Linked DNA regions of Sus scrofa: region 1 is linked to region 2. A link is a contact called in public Hi-C data. All regions are on one chromosome and are shown on one strand. The core of a region is the stretch at or near the end of the contact, and the rest is flanking DNA. Distances in the headings are between cores, read along the strand shown. Region 1 has its middle 9.2 kb from the start of MBL1. Region 2 overlaps LOC110256808 (a long non-coding RNA gene).

Region 1 (3,765 bases), core at 1,073-3,572, 380 kb after region 2:
CTTCAGAGAGATACCCCGAAAGTCCACAGAGAGAACCCAGGGAGAAGCCCACGTGTTCAGCCCCCACAGGGCCCACACAGGAGCAGAGTGCAGTCCCGTCCCTGGGAGGATCTCAAATGACCCTGGACACAGAGATCTGAGAGAGTGAGCAGAACAGGGAGTGTGGGGGCAGCATGCAAGTCCCCTCTGTTTGGAAATGAGACAGACACACAGACAAGGAGCAGAGAATTCCACCAGTACTGTGGGCTTTGCTGAGCAGTGAGGGCTGTCTGGGTCCAGGGTGTGGGAGACGTGTGGTCACCCAGTGGGAGAGGGCATCTGGATTGGGCCCTGCAGGGAAGGGATTTTAGGGAAAGGTTCCCAAGTAAGTGTAGCAACCAGGGAGAAGGGGGAGAGGAGGAAAGTAGGATCATCTAAAGTTGCAGACAGGCTCACCTCTCGCCTGGCTCCCCACGCGATCTCTGAATGTGCCAGCTCTGTCTTAGAGACAACCAGCACAAGGCAGCAGGAGGCCACAGTTCCTGGGGTACAAAGACACTGAATCCAATTACCTGAGAAAGGAGGCAATGCCCAGAGCCATATTGCAACAGAAGTTTGGCTTCTTCTCTCTTGGATCCAGCTTAGAGCTGAGAAGAGCTCTAGAGAAGGGAATCAGGTCACACATTTTGGGGATGACTGAGAATTAGCCATTCATCTGTTCATTCATTTATTCATTCGCAGATATTGAGTGTGCATGCGGGTCTTTTCTAGGCCCCAGAACTGCAGAGGTGAATTACAGGGTTTTAAAATGATCATACCAGAAGCTAGAATAAATGCTCACGTGGCACTTACTGCAGGCCAGTGCTTTACTTAGTGCCTTACTCTTATCAGTTTATTTAACCCTCAGGACAACCCTGTGAGGTGGGCACTATTATTATCCCAATTTCACCAAAAGGGAACTGAAGCACCGAGAGTGTGTGTGACTTGCCCAGGGTCACACAGCTACATAGTGGTAGAGCCAGGGTTTGAATCCAGGCAGTCTGGCTCTTAATTAACTTTGCTACATTGACATAACTTAAACAGGTAAATGATCAAGATGATTTCAGGTGACTGTAACTGCTAATAAGAAGGGAAAATAGGGCACTGTGAGGGTGACTGGGGTTGGGCCAACCTTGACTCAGTAGTCAAATAAGGACTTTGGAGCCAGGGAATAATGGTGACATACAATCCAAGACCTGGCTAGGGAGGGCAATCACATTAGCCCCCAGACAATCTCTGTTGAGCCTTAGGTGGTCCCAGTGCACAGCTCACAGCCACTTGTGGACCCTTTAGTTCATAACCAAGTACCCACACCCCTCGCCCAGAACCCCTGGAACCACCCAGAGCCAGTGGTCCTCAGTGAGGGGTGTGCAGAGAGCGTCCTGGGCACAGGCTAGCGGGAGGGCAGAGGCTGAGCCCCTCATGAGAGGATGTTGCAAATTTTAAGCACCAGGTCTCTTGGTTTTCTTACAGACACTCACACACTCACATGTGCACAAAAATACATATAAATACTCCCAAATCTGGGAGCACACAATTCCCTACTAAGAGTCTCACCTGCCCAGGCCTCACCTTCTCTGACATTCCACAGGGCCGTTCCAGGCCCAGACCCACTCCCCGAGGTCACAGGAAGACTCTGGAGATGCACAGGGAAGGATTTTAGTCAGCAGTTGCTTTTCATCAGCAGGACATGATCAGCTGAAGGAGATTGTTTGGGGTCTGACAACAGAGAGTGAAGCAGGACCCCGTTCACCTCATGAAGGGCCTGCAAAGAAAGGGGAAGCCTGGCTTACTGCCTCTGGGCCCTCTTGTAAAAGTGAGGGGAAGGCAGAAAGCTGCTATGGTGACTGTATTTCTGAGAGCTGTGGTTTCCGAAACTGGCCAAACACCCGTGTCACTTTGGGGCCTCCTGAAGTTAACTGATTTCCGAGATTCTGATTCACTGGTCCAGAGTGGAGCTGAGAGTCTATAATTTTGTAGAACATTCCAGGCAATTCTGCTGGTCACTGCTTTGAAGAGCTGCCTGAAGTGGTATAAGTGTTGTGCTGGTCAGGACAGGGCAGACTGGATTTGGGGTTGAGGGTGGCTGGCCCAGCCCAAGTGTTTGTTTGGCTAATAAATGGTTACTTGCATTTCATTTCTTTTGAGCATGACAACTGAATTTGGCTGGACAAACCATGGGTCCACAGCTGGGGACATTGTCTCCTCCCCACAGAAGTTGCCGCCAGGGCTGAGGGCACACCTTCCAGGTGGACCACCTCCCGGGAGCTCCTCCTCTCTTCCCAGCTCCCCACCAGCCACTCAGGGTTATAAGGACAACATTGCTTTCAAAGTCCATTTCCCAATATCTCCAGCGCACGCTCCATGATAATATTTGATCCCTTCCTGGTTAATGAGAAAAAAAAAAAAATCCCTGATTCCTGGCAGGTTGTAAAGCACAGTTCAGTTACACAATAATGAGCAAACAACCCTGATAACAAGGAGCAAACTGTGACCCCTGGTGCTGGCCCATCTCTGACAGCCACAGAGAAGGGAGGTGGGCTAATCCTGGGCAGAAAGGGAATTGGAAGAATATGAATGCTAGGTCTTCAGCTGTCACCCCCAGCACCTATCCTCTGGCTTGGGCATGGCTAAAAGTGAAGAAACAGTAGAGCTGGAAGACTCCAAAGAAAGATTATCCTGAAGGAGCAAAGCCTTGCCCTACCAGGATTCAGAACCCAGGTCGGCGCTTGGGCCTTGAATATTGTCAGCTTTGGTAGTTATTTTCCTCCTGGTACAGGAAGCAAATCACAATCACATTGTATCTACACTTCCGCTTATACGTGTGGCTTACAAACACAATTTAAACTCAAAGTCCCCATCTTGAGAGGAGAGGTCTGTTAGAATTGCCATTCTAATGCACTTAGGCTGGTTTCTATGAACCTGAGAAATTGGTGATAAGTGTTCAGACCACAATGAGTTTGGAAAACGTTGGCAGGTAACAAAAAGAGAAGATAGTTCTCAGATCCTGTAGCTTTGCCCCCGAAGTGGGCCCTGCAGTTCTGAATCTCGGTGTGATCATTGATTGATCCAGTGTTAAAAGGGAGAAGCCTTTACAGACTAATTTACAGATAAGGAGACTGAGGCCCAGGGAGCCAGCATGCCATGGTGAAGACTGCTATTCCATCAGAACCAACAAAAGGGCTCAAGAGGTTGCTCAGAGTCCTGAAGCTCCCGTCTCCATTTCTGATGTTCCTAGGAGAGTGTGCAGCCTGAGGCTCCTAAGATCTGTCCTCGGAGCACCTGGCTTCTTAGGTCCCCTGGGCAAGAGATGTCAATCATCATATGTCCCTTAGTAAAGGAAACAACCTGCCCTCAGCCTTTGAGTTTGAGAGAGATGATTTGGACAGTCATCTTGAATCCATAATTTCCCTCTTGGTCCAGGTCTTGGGAAGCCTGGATGAATAGCAACTTCTATCTTTGGACTCTCCTGAGAATCCAGCATCTTTATATTAGATGGATTATCTTCTACCATCTCTCTCTCTCTCTCTTTTTTTTTTTTTTTTTTTGGCTTTTTAGAGCTGAACCCATGGCATGTGGAAATTCCCAGGCTAGGGGTTGAATCGGAGCTATAGCTGCCAGCCTATGCCGCAACCACAGTAACGTGGGATCCAAGCCGTATCTGTGACCTACACCCCAGCTCACGGCAACACCAGATCCTTATCCCAATGAGCGAGGCCGGGGATCAAAACTGTGTCTTCATGGATA
Region 2 (3,895 bases), core at 209-2,708:
CTGCAGGTGGAGAGGCTCTCATGGGGGATTATTCTCTCCTTTGCCCATCCTGCTGGGGTGCCACCCACCTGCGTCAGGCCAGTTCTGGTCCTGCCTGCCATTTCACTCACCCTGAAGCCAGGCACCAGGAAGTGAATTAATCCTTCCTCTGTGCCAATGAGCAGGAAAGGGCATGGTGGCTGCCAGGATTTGCTGTGTACCCCAAATAAGCTAATAGGTCCTGCCTCTGGAGTCAGGAGCCTCTGTTCCTTCCTGTCCCCCACTTCTCCCCAACCCATGGTCCCTGACCCCAAGGACTCACATCTTAGTTTCACTGTTCCATCTCAGAGGTTGCTGTCTAGAGGCATGGGCCGGCTCGCGGATAGTTTGGCTATTTAAAAATTTAAGGAGTTCCTGCCATGGCACAGTGGGCTAAGAACCTGACTGCAGCGGCTTGGGTCATTGTGGAGGTGTGGGTTCGATTCCCGCTCTGGTACAGTGGGTTAAAGGATCCAGCATTGCCGCAGCTGTGCCTCGGGTCACAGCTGTGGCTCAGATTTAACCACAGGCCCAGGAACTTCCATATGCTGTGGGTGCGGCCATAAAAAGAAAAAATTTTAAAAAAACTTAATAAACTAGTTGCCAAAATTTAAAAATTGGAAAATTTCACATAACAACCTGAATTCCTAGTCTCTTGCCGCCCCCTCTCCCCCCTCTGCCCCAGACAGTGTATTCTTAGATAGCAGCAATTGGCTGGAGCTGGGGAGGGGATGTCCCTCCAGCGAGCTGAAACCCCTCACCCCCCCCACCCCACCACCCACCAGTCTCCTTACAGCCATCACCACTGGCCCCATAGGACCCTAGAGACCATTTCAAAGCCCTATACTTCTCAGCCTTGCATGCTGGACTGATCAGGGACTTTAAGGACACCCAGGCTGGTTTCTCAAGCATCTCCGGGTGAGACCAAGGCGGTTCCCATGGGCGATTCTGGTGAGCAGCCAGGTTGAGAACCACAAGTGCGAAGACCCTGGGCCTCAGGGCTCCATATGCAGGTGGCTCCCTCAGACTTTCTTGGCTGTGGCTCCAGGCCTTATGAGCTGTGGCTTCCTGTCTGTGGCCCTCAGCAAGAGCCCCACCTGGAGACAGCCCAGCCTGGGTCCTTGCTCAGACGAGTCCTCTGTCCCCTTTCCCAGGGTCTTTCCAGGAGGCCCCGGACACTTCACTTTGCTCACTGTGGGATGCCCAGTGTCTGAGGTCCAAATCCTGATCCTGGCGAGAGATCCGAGTGGGAGCTGTGGTGGCGAGGCCCGAGGCTGCATCTCCGAGGAAGATTCACTCCTATATATGGTCACCGGGAGTCCCATCGCTGAGCTAACTGTGACCTAATGTGCTGACAATCTCGCCCAGTCTGGGGCCCTGCTTGGGGAGGGCGTTCACCCTGGAGAGAGTGTCTGCTTGGGGACAGAGGGGCTGGGAGAAGGCAAATCAATGGTGTGGAGGCAGGGCAAGGACCGGACGTCCCAGACTCATGACAGCAGAAGGGCGGCTCCGAGTCCTCCCGCCCTACTTGGCCCCTCTGGTCTGTGAAAACGTCTAGCTCCCACGGACACTCTGCGTAAACAAGGAAACCAGGAGCCTCTCTTGCTTTTAAGAGTCCTTTTAATACAGCATGAAAAGGCTATATTTCTATAGGCAGGCCGTATACAGATTCTCCAGGAATAAGGCACACAACGGAATGCCATCCCGAGGGCGGCCCTCGGGAGCGGTCGGGAGCCTCCTCCACGCACCCTCCGAGCTGGCCCACGGGTTCTGTTTGTCTTTCTAGCTGGACACACACATATTAACAGATACAGACATGGACAGGGTCACCACATGCGAGTGGAGGACGTCGAGTGAGGTTGGCAACAGAGAGCGATGAATTCCCCAAGGCTGGACGCCTCCCAGATTTCAGGGTTAGCTGTCGCTCTGGGCTGTGATGTAGTGATGCTGGGTTAAATATTCATTTCGAGTAGATTCAAGTCCATTAGATGGTGGAGGGCAGGGGGACAAATCCAAGTTCAAAGAGCATGGGGACCTGGGACATGGCTCAGATGGCAAAGCTCCAAAAGGAACGGTGTGAAGTCTGTCTTCCTCTTCCCTCTTTGGGCTGTTCTGACCGGAAGCCCTGGATCAGGCCAAGGAGGCCATCTTTGGAGCTGGCCAACCATAGAGGGGCTAATCAGTCACATGCCCCCTGTTCCCCTAGCTCACTCCTGCCCCCCCACAAGATTAATAACCATAATAACAAGATAATAATAAGAAGGTGCAAGAGAATGGATTATAGTGCTGTGTTATCCTCAGCTGAAGAGGCTCAAAGAGCTTCCCATTCCCTTTTTCACTAAGTATCTAATAATAGCTTCCCTCCAAAAAGGCAATACTTTCCAAAATACACATATGTATAAATACAGGACAGGAACATATTAATAAGTATAAGCACTTGAATAATATGCTGACTACTTAATACTGATATTTTCATCCAAGGCAAACAAGAGAGAATAACAATAATATGGCTTAAAGAATTGCAAAGATTTTTTTTTTCCTCATCAGAATTATGTACCAACTTCATATAATATTCTATGTAGACAATATTTCCTTAATGTAATTCAGTTGCAGACTTTTTACAGACCAAAGCATAGTAAAAAATCAAACCAAAAAAAAAAAAAACAGGAAAAAGAGAAAAGTTCTCACCATAAATATTTTCTTGCAGCTCAACCAGAAGGTTTGCAAAAAATACTTCCAGAAATCTTCATTTGATATTCTACTGCCCTCCTGAAAGCTCTGAAGTTTTGAAAATGCCTCTCCTTTTGTTTATTTTAAATCTCAAAAATCAAGTAATTATATTTTTCTTGTCTTTTTCTTTTTCTTCTTTTTTTTTTAAAAAAGGCCCTCAAATATATACAGACAAAAATCACTGTGAAGATCTTTCGGGAGAAGGTAACAAATTCAGTGTTGTGAGAAAAATTGGAAACCATGCAGAAATTTTAACATCCATGAATTTTCTTTTCAAAATACACACATAGTATTTTTCTTTAAAAAAAAAAAAAAAGGAATTCTGTGTCAAGTATAACTCAAAATAAATACAAATTCACAAGTAGAACTATTGAATACTTCATATGGGGTAAACACCATTATCTCCCAACTAGATCGCTAGATCTACTAACTGCAAGCGATTGTCCCTTTTGAACATACTGAAACCACACACTTTCTTGTCTCCTGGACGCCCGGGCCCTCTGAGCACTTAATTCTCACAGCACCAGCCTGGACAGCAGTGGCTTTTGCTGACCACACAGAGCTCCCAAATTCAGCCATGGGGCGGGGGCAATATGGAAGGGCTGCCCCAGGCAGGAGGGCCCAGCCCCCCCACAGTGGCTGATTCTGCACAGATGGCAGCGGCAGTGACTGCCAGCTGGACAAGCCCACTGCAAAGGTCACTTTGGGGTGATATTCCTTCTGGAGTCTGGAGCCTGGGTTCTTTCTAGGATGTGGACTTCCCGCACAACCTCAGCCCAAGCACCCAGAAGCCCAGGTCCTCCCCGTGGGGCCAAGTCCCTGGAAGTCTTGGGGCCTTGTCCTCGCAGTGGAAACCAGGACACTGCCACCCCTGTGAATGCTCTCTTTAGAGGGACACGAGGATGACTGACAGTGACAGCTTCTCGGGGACAGAGAACCCAGGGCCAGGGTGACTCTGGCTCACCTTGACACAGTAGAGCAGGCAGGGGGCAGAGGGATTCTTCAGTGGGCGGTAAGCACGTTCACAGTTGGTGGCGGGCGTTCTGCCCCTGCAGGCCTGGAGGGAGGCAGCTACAGGGCTCAGGCTGGAGCACACACACCCTTCCTAAGTGCTCAGAGGGCTTGGCCCCCCCCAATCTACCCTGCA

The links. Hi-C and Micro-C count contacts between places; a contact is called where the count stands out from the background.
Region 1: a contact with region 2 is called in a Hi-C map of liver, with 2.8 times the contacts expected there. The contact joins two enhancer-like sites. A contact is called at or near these places in 1 of 5 promoter capture datasets (liver) and 1 of 47 Hi-C or Micro-C datasets (liver).

What each region holds. Positions count from the first base shown.
Region 1 is chr14:82,074,124-82,077,888 of Sscrofa11.1, forward strand. No RefSeq gene overlaps it. Among named protein-coding and RNA genes, the nearest start is that of MBL1, 9.2 kb to the right of the region's middle. Within about 2 kb of position 2,323, at least 9 of the 83 cell types and tissues checked have an H3K27ac peak or open chromatin away from gene starts, as enhancers often do. A contact at or near this core is called in liver, where this site is marked.
Region 2 is chr14:81,696,368-81,700,262 of Sscrofa11.1, forward strand. It overlaps LOC110256808 (a long non-coding RNA gene), which reads left to right. Exons shown (of 2, transcript XR_002338824.1): 2 at 1,173-2,693. ZCCHC24 (zinc finger CCHC domain-containing protein 24) reads right to left here. Exons shown (of 4, transcript XM_021073637.1): 4 at 3,053-3,895. Among named protein-coding and RNA genes, the nearest start is that of PPIF, 24 kb to the left of the region's middle. Within about 2 kb of position 1,459, at least 31 of the 83 cell types and tissues checked have an H3K27ac peak or open chromatin away from gene starts, as enhancers often do. A contact at or near this core is called in liver, where this site is marked.